Regions from separate parts of the Solanum lycopersicum genome. Here region 1 is linked to region 2. A link is a contact called in public HiChIP or PLAC-seq data. All regions are on one chromosome and are shown on one strand. Each heading gives the region's core, a stretch centred on a gene start, on an enhancer-like site or on the middle of the called end of the contact. The rest is flanking DNA. Distances are from core to core; before and after follow the strand shown.

What was found. HiChIP or PLAC-seq counts read pairs in DNA pulled down with a chosen protein or histone mark.
Region 1: an RNA polymerase II HiChIP or PLAC-seq map of leaf shows a contact between it and region 2, with 4 times the contacts expected there. The contact joins two enhancer-like sites. A contact is called at or near these places in 3 of 8 Hi-C or Micro-C datasets (all in leaf) and 1 of 1 datasets of contacts at active chromatin or transcription factors (leaf).

The regions. Positions count from the first base shown.
Region 1 is chr7:38,448,980-38,455,528 of SLM_r2.1, forward strand. It overlaps LOC101265145 (probable phospholipase A2 homolog 1), which reads left to right. Exons shown (of 5, transcript XM_004243098.5): 5 at 859-1,465. The coding sequence ends at 1,037. Among protein-coding and RNA genes, the nearest start is that of LOC138337197, 16 kb to the left of the region's middle. Within about 2 kb of position 1,787, at least 2 of the 2 cell types and tissues checked have open chromatin away from gene starts, as enhancers often do. A contact at or near this core is called in leaf, where this site is marked.
Region 2 is chr7:38,273,541-38,280,266 of SLM_r2.1, forward strand. It overlaps LOC101264837 (probable 1-acylglycerol-3-phosphate O-acyltransferase), which reads left to right. Exons shown (of 8, transcript XM_069286829.1): 6 at 404-513; 7 at 621-720; 8 at 3,140-3,816. The coding sequence ends at 3,353. Among protein-coding and RNA genes, the nearest start is that of LOC101264837, 14 kb to the left of the region's middle. Within about 2 kb of position 3,956, at least 2 of the 2 cell types and tissues checked have open chromatin away from gene starts, as enhancers often do. A contact at or near this core is called in leaf, where this site is marked.

The DNA of each region.
Region 1 (6,549 bases), core at 537-3,036, 170 kb after region 2:
TTGGATTTTCAAATATATCAAAAATTCGAAGCTATCCAATCCATAATGTGAAAATCCCAACCAAAAATCTAAAAAAATCGGATTTCGGATTTGCCCAAACTATACCCATCCCTATTTCTGATACATTAGGTTCTTGTGATTCTCATCATTGGCTTACACATGAGATTTTTCTTTAATAATGCAGAGTACTTGGTCATTCTTAGACTGCCATTTCAATTGAGACATAAAATACAGTTTTAGTTTAACTCTTTACATCTAAAATGGGACACTACTCTTGTGCATAAAGTTAGGGTAGATGACTTCCCTTTCAGCACCTATGATACTACAGTCGAAAAAAAATCTTGCCTTTCAGTTTTTGAATTTTTTTAGTTGTTTGTCTTTCTGGTGCCCCATGTCAGTACACTCTACAAGGATGGGGAGCGGCCTTGGTTCTTGGTATAGAATCAAGCATGCTTTGATCAGTTTCTAAATTTTGCTGGAGAGGTGATTTTGTTGGTTAAATTGATCTATAAAGCGGTTCTCGGCCATTTACATTTTTGTCAAAAGTCCTTCTGATGAGGAAACACTGAGAAATGTTTGACAAAGAAAGAGCAGTAAACTCAAAGAAGAACCTGTTAAGTGGCAGCTTCTTATTCTGGCATGAATTTCCATGTGAAGTTATAAGCTTCCAGATGATGCCTACTTCCCTGTCCCACATTATTCCAGAATTGACCATTTTGTTAGAAGAATGTTTTTTTTTCAACCTAATTTTGGTAATTACACCTGTTAAAGAGAGGAAGAACTTGCAACAGAATATGGTTTGTTCATTTGTCAGATTTCATAGTTAAAGTGTTTAATTCAACTGCTTCATTCTTTCAGGTATGACCAATGTTATATGTCATGAGAAGTTCAAGAGATGCATAAAGAAAGTGCAGAAGTCCGGGAAGGCCGGGTTTACTAGAGATTGCCCCTATGATGTAGCTGTTCCAACGATGGTACAGGGTATGGACATGGCTATTTTGTTTAGCCAACTTGGAAACTCGAAGCTTGAACTTTGATCATTTCACTCTGATAGTGAGAAACCGTATACTTGAAATGCTTGCATTAACCATTCCTTGCTGATTCAATTGTACAACAGGAATTTTATTCATCTCTTTTTAGGAGCTTTTCCTTTTTTAGATGTCCATTTTGTATTAGCGCCAAAGACGTAGCTATTCCATTGTTAAGGTTTATCAGTGGAGGTTTCTGTATGTCTAATTGGTACCACTGTTCATTAGTGGTTTTTGAATAGGAAGAGACTTGACAAATTCATGTTGATTGGCTGCTGGATAAGCTGCATATTCGAGACACCTGCTAGTTTTGCTGAGATTTAGAGGAATGGATCAGATTTGCCCCTCTACAACAATAACAATTTATCCAGTATAATCCCATATTTGCCACTCTGTTGATAAACATAATATATATTGAAGATTTGTTATACTTATAATCTACCTCTGATTTGTTATACTTATAACCCTACCTCGTGGAGGTAGAAGTTGTTTTTGAAAGATCTAGATTTGCCTTTATTGAACTTATCATTACCTTGTGGAGGTAGAAAGGTTATTTTTGAAAGACCCAAATTTGCATCTGTTGATAAAAATAGTATATGTTTAACATGTGTTATACGTTGCGAACAAAAACATCTCTATCCTTGAGAGTGTTGTTAAAACAATACCTCCATTATTAACAAAGCTCATGGTGGCAAGGATCTAGCTATTATTATCTAATGTGGATTGTCATTTTGTGTAAGTTGGAAGCCACATGAAATGCCGTCACACCATTGTACCCCGATTTTACCCTTCCCCAAATATCTACTCCTCGATTGTTACCACTTAATGTTATTGATACTCCATCCTTGGTACCAAAAACATAGAAGTCAAGGTTCATGTCGTACATCCCTTTTTTGCCCATTCATGTTCTCAAGGTCTGAAATCACTCCTAGAAACTTTCCGTTTATATCCCAAATTATTCTAACCTATAGAATATTTAGTTAGTATCTTTTTAATTGTGGTTTTTTTTATAAAAAGAAACAAGTGAAAAGCTAAAAGATATTTGTTTTGGTACGCCAGAAAAATCTAAAAAGGATTACTATTTGAAAAAGCGACGCCACTTAAGTTTGCCAGGAGATGAAACTCCATATATGTATATGCACTTCCCAAGATTATTAAATCTTCATGTTTGTGTCCTTCATTGGCCATGAAATCATCACATTAATTCGCCCCTCTCCATATGTTTTTAGTCAAGGCCCTGTTTGGTATTCAATAAGATTTTACAATCTTCAATAATAACTCCAAGAGGATGATGTTGTATGTATTCATCCTTAATCAACTTACCAATGGTTAGGATCTGTTTCCACTACAACTTCTTAAAATTGTATTCCTTTAGCTGCAGTGATCCTTTCAAGCCTCTAATTTGTTCACAATCATATTTATTTTATCTTGGTATATTCAAAGAGTAAGGGTTATAAACAATTCATCGCATATTAGTTTTATAGACACTTCGAGATCACAAGCTCTATTCTATGTTTTCTAAGAGTAAATTTTGGCTGAATTACGTGTCATTCCTAAGCCATGCCATTTTCAGTGAAGGTATCAAGGTGGATTCCCAATGACCGAGATAGTAAAGAATTAGTTTAGACCCATGACACTGATGAAGAGTGAGAGTTTCTTGATTTGGTTGGGTAATACAGAAGATTTGTACGAGGTTTTCCATATGTTTTTGCTTCATTGACCAAACTACTAGAAGAAGATCAATTTTCAATGGTCGGAAGCATATGAGAAAAGTTATGACGAGTTGAAACCCAAATTGACTATTGCCCAAGTATTGATCCTACAAGAAGGAACTGATGGGTTCATAGTATATTGTGATACTTCAGAAATTGGTCTGGAAGTGTCTGTTGTAACAGTAGAATGTAGAATCTTATTCTTCCAGAAAATTTATAACCATGATAAGAACAATCTGACCCACAACTTAAAATTAGAAGCAATGGTTCTTTCCAGTGGATCCTTTTGCAAGAATGGAATTAACCAAGTTATCTATACTAGAGTGAGGAATAAAAAGCAACAATCAACTAGTTGTTTTGATGTCCCATGATTACATTATCTTAGAGACAAATCGATAATTATTTTTTTTCCTATGTAGGATTTGAACCTAGGATCTATCGATTATCGTGCATATACTTTTGCTTTCTTTAGGAGGGTTTCTTGTCTTCTGAAAATAAATTTAATTCATTTTTCCGAAAATACTGGAAAAAGTCACTTCCTCCTTAAAAGCTAAGGAGAACCCTATTCATGTGCAATTGTTGTGTACTCCTATCTATTGTTGTTTCTAGCAAGAGAGGAAATCATATAATTCTTTATATCCTTGTATTTTCTTGCTCTTATGGATTCCCTAGGTTATGTGGTTATATTTCATGGTCGGACAGTGTCAAGGAAAAACACTTGACCTTTTTTGCCTTTGCGCCTTCTTATGGGAGCTCACTAAAATAAATCTTTTCACCATTTTTCTTTAGTAAGTTGTACTCATTGGTTTTGTTGACAAATGATTAGGAGAAGGATAGTGCATAATCCATAAATCTAATCATACTATAACTTCCAAGTGGTAGGCTTTATTCAATAGAATGTCAGCCTAAAATAGAGCTAGGGAATATATGAATCAATGTCCTCATCTTCTGAAGACCGAGCCGCTCCTGCAAAATTCACCAATCCCTAAAGATGTTATCCATATATTATGACTCAATTTTAAGTATATCCATAATGAAAGTCCAAACAATAAGACATCAAATTATATTTGTAGAGCACTTCTTTATTTAGGATCCTTATCTCCTATTTAGCCTGTGCCAGTAGTGATATCTTGATTCTAATACCTCTCCCACTGTAAGATTTTGGAAATTGTATAATTAAAAGGAAAGGAAAAGTCCTGATTTTTAGCTCTAAGTTAGTGACTACGAGTTATATGTACTCATCGTAGGAAGTCTTACAGGCCATAGAAGGGAAGTTGTACAGTTGAGTTAAGTTTTTTTTATAGAAAATTTAAGTACATAAAGTTTTATCTACGAGTATGCAGGACGAGTCATAGTAATTTGGATGGGCCGTAGATGGCACCCGTAGAAGTGATTCATACTTAGTGAATTTTGGGCTTGAACTTGGGTTCTACATAAGGGTTCTACAGACCATAGAATAAATGACGGGTCATATTGGTCTCATGGGAAGTGAATGGATTTTGGATTTCTGAAGTTGGTTATTACGGGCCGTAGGTCCTATGCATTGCAGATACAAACCGCAGAAGCCATCTGACATTTATTATTAAGCGTATTTGAGTCTTTCCTATGCATTTAATACCTACTACTATGTCGTTTCTAAGACCTAAACCTACCTTCCAACTCCCTAGTCTACTCATACCCTTTCATTCTCTCAAATCCCCAATTGTTATTCAAGTTTATCCTCTCCAATTCTCTCTCTAGATCAAGGAACAAACCTATGATTCAAGACTCAAATCTCATTTTCACTCCATTACTTTGGGGATTTGATCATCAAGGTATGTGTGGATTCACCAATGGATTATTCATCCATTGGGTCACTCAAAATCTCTAAGTTTCCAATTGAATTTCACCTAAATTGCTTAGGGTTTCATGTGATCTTCATGGGTCTTAATTGATGTTGATCTAATTGTTTAATTTCAGTCTTCCTATGTATGTTTTGATTAAACTACATAATTTCGAATTGACTTCTATAAGATCCATGCATCATTCATGATTTTTAGTTTGAATTTATGAAGAAAGCCCATGGAGTTACGAATATGAATTATGAGAGAGATGTTTATGATCTAAGGTTGTTTACAAGATGATTATCAATGAAATTATGAAAATATTTTTTCACATACTAAGAAATCATGATTGGTGAAAGGTTTTCTCACACTGTTTGAATCATGGTTTAGTGAGCTACTCTATCATGTCTTAAGCTTGGATTAGTGACTTAATTGTGACTTTCCATGTATGGTGATATGTTTATGAATATCACTATCCCATTGGGATTTTTACTTAGTACCAAGAGAATATTAAGATGGAGGCCTTCTTATTTGTATAGACCGAGTCTCTAGTAGCAATATCCTTGTCCCTAACTATGTACCCCATAGGATTGTCTTAGAAAGACACAACTAGTGGATCCACCTAATTTAGAAGTTCATTGTCCTTACCTTGGCAATTAGGAAATCTCCTTTTTATTATGGAAGCAAGACACCAGATTCCATGCTATTGCTCACAAGGTCTATGTCGGTTAACATAAATACCGCCAAATGAACTAAGTTACTTTTAAAGGCTTTATGAAGCTTTCATTATGATTTTAAGATGCATTAACTATGCTCATAATTTATGATTCTTCTTTGAAAGTTTACTATATTTAGCTTGGTCATGCATATCATGTTTTCCTTGATGTCCCTTTATGATCATGTTCAGATTTTTTTTCATATCCCTCATACTTGGTACATCCTATGTAATAAATCATACTTGTAAAAGTGTAGGGTTAGACACTTTTCTACTCCCACTCGTGGCTAGATACAAATTTATACCTATTGTGTTGGATTTGTGATTCCTCATATTTCGAGGGCAAGACCATGAAGACTTTACTTGTAAATGTCATTTAGCTTTGAGACTTTATATGTGATTTATGTGTTAAGTCTCGAACACTCTATTTATGTTTAATAAGGCTTCTCAACACTGAGCATATTCCACACTTATGATTCAAACTTCTCTTTATGATATGAGACTATTCACATTAATTCTACTTTTGTCTATTATTGTGTTGTATGCATGTGCAGTGGCTATTGTAGGTCTTTTAGGGGTCTTATAGGTCAAGTCACATCTAGGGTGTACTTAAGGTCATGAAAAATTTGTTATTTAGAGCACAAGGTTTAAGAAAAGGTCATAGAATGTTTGACGAGCCACGTTACTTAGAGTCAAATTCAGGAGTGCGAACGCACCATTTATGAACAAGAGGCTACAATGTTTTTAGTAAACTTCACTTCTTTCATTACATTTAAGTCGTGCCATATATGTTATCTCTATAGGGACCCTTCTCCTAAATCTTGTCCATTGCTTTTCGATATATAGACCCTCGAAGAGCTCACATGAGAAGAAATGTGGGCAATAATGTAGAGCCTGAAGTTCCTCAACTTTCTATAGACATTTTGGCTGAGCATGTGATTCATGTCAAACTTTGAGCCACTTTTAAAGTTTTGGATTAATCTATGACATCCCAAGTTAATGGAGAAGTTGTTACAGTGGCGACAAGAATAAGAGACTTCATTAAGATGAATCCTCTGAAATTCATGTGTCGAAGGTGGATGAGGATTCTCAAGAGTTCATCAATGAGATTTACAAGAGAGTGGGAATTATAGGGGTGTCTATGCTAGAGAAAGGTGTTGCTTTGTTTGAACAATGAAAAGGTGAAAGGGCTATTGATGCGGATCCTCTTGATTCGGAGAAATCCAAGGGAGCTTTATGTGATTGCTTCTTTTCTCTTACGATGACGGAGG
Region 2 (6,726 bases), core at 2,706-5,205:
TGCCTCACTCTCTCATTATCCTGTAGGTGTTCAGTAACTAAAAGAGTTATTAAGTGCTAGAGACATTTATTTTAAGACAAGATATGCGCTATTTGTCGATGATTTAACGAAAAAGATCAACTCCACAGGTGGTTGTTTCATATCTAGATTTTTTAAAAATCATACATGTTGATGCCTGTGCATATTTACTGACTTATAGAGTTGGCACTACTCATATACTTGATAATTGATACTTTTTCTTGTATATTGACTTCTTTCTATGGATCTAAGATGCTCCCTTTAGCTGTCCGGGATCCTTTCCTGGATTGAGGTTTTAATTGGCCTGGTAGTTCTGAAAGAAAGTTGTATACGTGGCCTTATTTATCTGAAGAGTGCTAATATTGCTGGCAATTTAATAATGCAGAGGCTTAGGCCCATGGGGTCCAGACCTTGTTCGCAAATACACAAATGCTAGATTTACTGCATATTCTAATGGAGATGATTTGACTGAGGAGTCGTCCAGACTACTCTCAGGTACGTTGCAAATCTTTTATTGATTGGCATCGTATTTTTATTTCTCATGATGGTTGTATACATTGCACATCTCAGGTTTCTAATATCAATTGTTTTTTTAATGGAAGATTATGTATATCACACTTTGGCTGCAAAACCTAGTGGAGAGCTATGCTTAAAATATATATTTTCCTTTGGAGCATTTGCCAAGAGTCCTCTTTTATACAGGTGATATACCCACTCTCTGTCTCTTTTTCCCTCTCCCTCTTCCCCACCCCCATCTCTTTCTCTTCAAACACAAGAACACATGCAAATGCATGATAGTATTTATTACTTAGTTGCTGAATAAAATGCTGAAAACCTAAAATTCCTGCTACTGTAGATCCTTACAGTGTCCAGCTCTGTATCCGTTAGTATTGTTCAGTTTCTGCTCTTATAATGCTTGCTATAATGGCTTCTGCTTGTCACACTTTGCTGGAATATGAGGTTCTCGTTAAAAAAATAGAGGTAGAACTTGGATTCCCTACTTATTTACATGTGATGTGAGATGTATCAATTTAGTTGCAAGCACAGATCATGAGTGATTTGATGCATGGGGTTCTCTGTTTTTTCTCAATCAGCAGTGCGGCAGTAATTTATACTGTACCTGCAGGAAGGGGAAAAATATAAAGTGAGAAAATAGATGCCGCTCAATAGTCCTTTTTTCACATAAGAGGGTGGGAATGAGGGAACTAAATGGAAGACTTCATGAACTCTTCGGCATTACAGTTGATGCCGTAAGATGGAGCTTGCCTTCACGTCTTTGTAATAAGGTCTTCTCCGAAGCTAATAGGAACCATTCCTCAGCTTATTTTTAGAATGCTAATTCAATTGAATTTGCACCATGTAGACAGACTTTAGGATGTAAATGAGTAAACGAATTGGATGGTCCAGTTATGCAATTAATTCAAGCAATTAAATGTAAGTAAGAGCCTCAACTAGATGGGAATTTATTCTCCAAAAAGGATGAGGGCCATGAAGATTTAGTAAATAACGTTGTCTGATTCCCAGGCACTGTAATTTTAAGCATTCAAAAAATGGCTGGACTGATGTGGTGTAATAAGTAATTATTTGCAATTGTATACTAATTTGCCATTGCTAGGAGCCCTCACCCTCTTGTCGTTTTAAGAAAAGGAAATGCTTGAACTGGTCATGATGACTAGCATGCAACCATTATAAACTAAATAGCACTTCTTTGTGATATTTGATATTTTAATCTTTGACGGTTAAATTGATTTTCATCTCCTGTTTGGACCTCTATATGAACTGGCATTAGGTGCTATAATACAGCGAATGGAGCTGATAATAGAGGTCAAGGTAGTCCTAAAATCACATTGAGAAAAGTTATCAAAGACCTATATCTCTCTCTGAGTCAGTGCACGTCTTAGCTTAGGAACATAATACAATTGAAGTGAAAACATCTATCTAGGCTATAACAACTTGTAAAAAAATGTTCGGTTCTTACATTTCGCTCGGTCCTATATGTGCCTGGAGTTTTTCTTATTTTGTTTAAGAAACATTTATGTCCTAGTGGAAATATGAGATCAGGAAAACCTCAAGGATCCCTTAAAATGCAAATTATTTTATATTGGAGTAAAGTAGGCTTGATATGAGAGGAATAGGTATGGTCGAGAGCTAGTATAGGAGTGAGATATAGTTGATTGATTTATTCATTGCGGTAAAGTAAAATGCCAGGGACAATTATTTCATTTGTTTTTGTGGAGTAAGTATATTTCTGTAACCAATATGATTTGGTATGGTATACTCTGTGTGTAGTTAATTGTCTGTAGGATGAGATCATACAAGTTAGTAAAGCTCAAACAAAATATGTAAAGAATGTAGTTGTATTCTGCTTATGGATGGGGTTCACATTACTTGATACCTGTTATTTAACGTGTCTGTAAGCATTTGACCTCTTTTATGCTGTGAAGCATTTAGTGGCCGTGTGACCAAGAATATTTTACTTCTTCAAAATTGAATTCAGGGAATCATGTTTGGTCATAAAATTTCAGAAAATTCCAGAATTCAACTCGACACTTCACAAGTTGAATTCCGGAATTTGAAAAGCACCAGAAAGTTTTTTACCTTTTTCACTCCAAATCATGCACAAAAGTCCAAAAACAACTCCAATTTGTATTCAGGTCAACTCCAATTTCCAAATGCCATTTTTCACTTTGAAAACAAAAACCACTTGTTTCATATTTCACAATTTTCATGGCCAAATCACACCAACAAATTATGCCTGGATTCAGGATTATATTGACCCAAGAGCACCTGGATTTTGACTTAAATTCTTGCTGTGAATTCCTTGAAATTCTAGTGGACCATTTTTTTTTTGATGAACCATTTCTGCCCTTGGTACGTTCTACGCAGTCTGGGACATTTACACACGATGCTCCTCCCTATGAACAAAGTTATTTAATAAATCTTGAAATAACATTATTCTTATGGGGCTTTGGGATTTCAGAAGCCTCTTAGATATTCCAGTCAAAATAGAACTAGCTAGGGGCACATGATGTTAAATTGCCAAGTAACTCGACTCTCTAAACCTTGATGAGAATTTTAGCAGCGATTCTCTACTAATATCTCGGACTCCTTATATTCACAGAGCACCAGATTGGAAGGTGCCAACAGCTTTCATATATGGACATGAAGATTGGATGGATTACCGAGGAGCGCAACAGGCAAGGAAGAATATGAAGGTTCCATGTGAAATAATTAGGGTCCCTCAGGTTCTCTTTCTTTCCTTTTCCTGCCCCCCTTCAGAAAATAATCTTATTTCTGATTATTGTTTCCCGAAACTACATAGTAGTATAAAGTGAAGCACCAGGGATAATCCCTAGTTACTGGCAAAACCCTTCTCGATCTTGCAGGCTGGTCACTTTGTATTTATGGAGAACACATCCGCATTCCACTCTGCTGTACTCTATGCTTGCCGTAGATTTGTATCACCACAGAAGGACAATGACTCGCTTCCTGAAGGCGTGGTATCTGTCTGAATGAGACACATCGCGGTGATGTGTTCATTGTGTGGGGTATAGGTTGAGATAAGTGTACAATAGATAACATTGGTTTATGTTCTCTCAAATGAGTTTACTGGTCTGACTAATATATCCTTAAAATTTCTCAGAACATAAAGTCAATATCCTCAAGAAGCCATGAATGGGCAGCATTCTTTTCTGCCGCTCCTTGCTTGTAGGAAGTCGATGTACAGATAGCTGAATGGTTTATGTTCTTGAAACTACATTCTGTTTTTATGTGAAATAGTGAAATATTATATGTCAATAGTTGCTAAATGAACAAGATAGTGTGTAAATAAAATTTGAATCAACTAGTATGTCAATTCCAGTTATACATGGTTCTGGTATGCTTTGTCAAGAAGTGAAGTTACTACTCTGTTATTCAAAATAAGACAGTCAGTCACAAGTGCCATATTAGGTGTCAACAGGGCCCAATTGTTCTACGTCCATTGGTTGAATCAGCCGAAGGATATCTACAATGCTTTCCATAAAGAGCTTATTTACATGAATGGCTTCGTAGAACGTGTATATTGAGTGTAATATAAATTTTGTAAATAATAGTTATTATATTTCCGTAAAATTTTGAATAGGTAATTAAATAAAAAAAGTAAAATAAAACACGCCTAATCATTTCTACTTCCTATACCGAACATGTAACAATACAAGATTTTCCATCTTAATTTCTAGGGATAATGCCCAAGTACCCCCTCAACCTATACCCGAAATCTCAAAGACACACTTATACTATACTAAGGTTCTATTACCCCCTGAACGTATTTTATTGATAATTTTTTACCCCTTTTTAGCTTACGTGGCACTATCTTGTGGGTCCAACGATGGTTGACTTTTTTTTTTGAACTAGTGCCACGTAGGCTAAAAAAAAGTAGAAAATTACATATAAAATAAGTTCAGGAGGGTAATAGGACCTTAGTATAGTATAAGTGTGTCTTTGGGATTTCGAGCATAGGCTGAGGGGATACTTGGATATTTTCCCTAATTTCTACATAAATAATTATCAATAAAAAAAATGAAGTGCAAACTTTTGTAAATGACCAATGTGAATTGCCATATGATGACATGTTTATCGAGGTCAAAATGATTAATATCATATGAGATACAAATATTACAATTAAACTTTATATCAGGGTGAAGATAATATTTCTTTTGTAGCTTTATTATATTCTTCAATCACTATTATAATTTATAGTTGTGTGTCGTTTGTTGAGTTGATATCACATTTTCTCAGTTGATCAAACTTTACATTTTGTTATCCTGTTATAATTTTGTCTATGACTATACATTATTTATATGGAAAAATCACACTACATATATATATTTAAGAGACAATCTAACATGTTTTAAATCTACTTTTTATATATTGCTATTCATAACAATTTAATTGTGAGTTATAGCATATCATTTTTTATATGTAAATTTATTTATTTTATTTTTTTAAATAACCCATATTTGTATCATATCGACATTTTTTATAGTACTATTTTCAAGCTATAGCATTAGAGTTAGACTTTCAATATATATCATTAAATATTTCAGGCTATAACATATTGCCAAAAAAAAAGGAATAAACAAAGAAACGTTTCTAAAAAAATAAAAAATTAATAATAAAAAAATATATATGGGGGTTAATTTAATTTGAATTGATAATAGATAATCAATAATTAACACGATTCAAGGAATTCAAAATAATTAATATTATCCGATTTCGTTAAAACGATCAAATCAATTAAAATTAATTTAAATTCTGATTTTATTTTTTATCACGTTTCTCTCTTCTTCAAATTTCTGCAAAATTATTCTTAGTGTTGCGTAAGTGAAGTTTTTTTTTCTTGAAAAAAATCTTGATTTTGTTGTGGTGGAAGATGGGATCCTTCAGGTTGGTATTTTTTGTTCTGAAAGTATATAATAATTATAATAAGAAAACAGAGAGAAGAGAAGACTTATTATTTCTCTTGAGAGATGATTTTACAATGAAAAGGACCCCTCTATTTATAGGAAAAATCTAACTTGGTTCACAAGTAGGCCTCTTACCATATTTTAAAAGGACTCCACATGATAGACATTCACTATAATACAAATACTTTATAACACTCACCTTGAATGTCTAATTCATAGATGATGTGCCTCGTCAAATACAATCTTACTAAAAAAAACTTTAAGAAAAGAAAAAATTTAGTACATGAAAAGAGTACACATGTGTATTAGTACGTATCTAGGTTGCCTCATTAAAAACCTTACAAGGAAAAAAGAGTACAACACATTAATACTCCCCCTAATGAGAACATCAATCAGAGTCTTGAAACCTCGTGTTCCAAGCTTGTGCACCATCTTCCTGAAAATTGCAATTGGTAGAGACTTGGTGAATAGATCAGTCACATTGTCACTTGAACAAATCTATTGCACATTTATATCACAATTCTTTTGAAGTTCATGTGCATGAAAAATTTTTGGTTAAATTTGCTTTGTTCTATCTCTTTTTATGAATCCTCCCCTAAGTTGTGTTATGCATGTTGCATTATCTTCATACAAAGTGGTGGGGACTTTATCACACTCCAAACTAGATTTTTCTCGAATGAAATGTATCATATACCTTAACATCATAAATTCTCTACTTGCTTCATGAATAGTTATTATTTCATCATGATTAGATAAAGTGGTTGCGATGGACTGCTTTGTAGATCTCCAAGATATGACAGTCCCTCCACATATAAACACATAGCCTGTCTGGGATCGAGCTTTGTGTTGATCAGATAAATATCCTGCATCAGCATAACCAACAAGATTGGGGCTACAATTATTAGAATAAAATAAGCCCATATCAGTTGTCTCTTTAAGATATCACAAAATGTGTTTGATGTCATTCCAATATCTCCTAGTAGGAGTAGAACTATACCTTGCTAACAAATTAACAACAAAAGCTATATCGGGCCTTGTAGTATTAACAAGATACATTAGTGCACCAATTGCACTAAGATATGGTACTTCAAAACCAAGAGTTTCCTCATTCTTTTATTGAGGTCGGAATGGATCCTTATTTATATAAAGGGAACGAACAACCACCGAAGTACTTAATGGATGTGCTTCATCCATACAAAATCTTTTCAACACTATTTCTGTGTAGGCAGATTGATGAACAAAAACACTATTTGTCAAATAC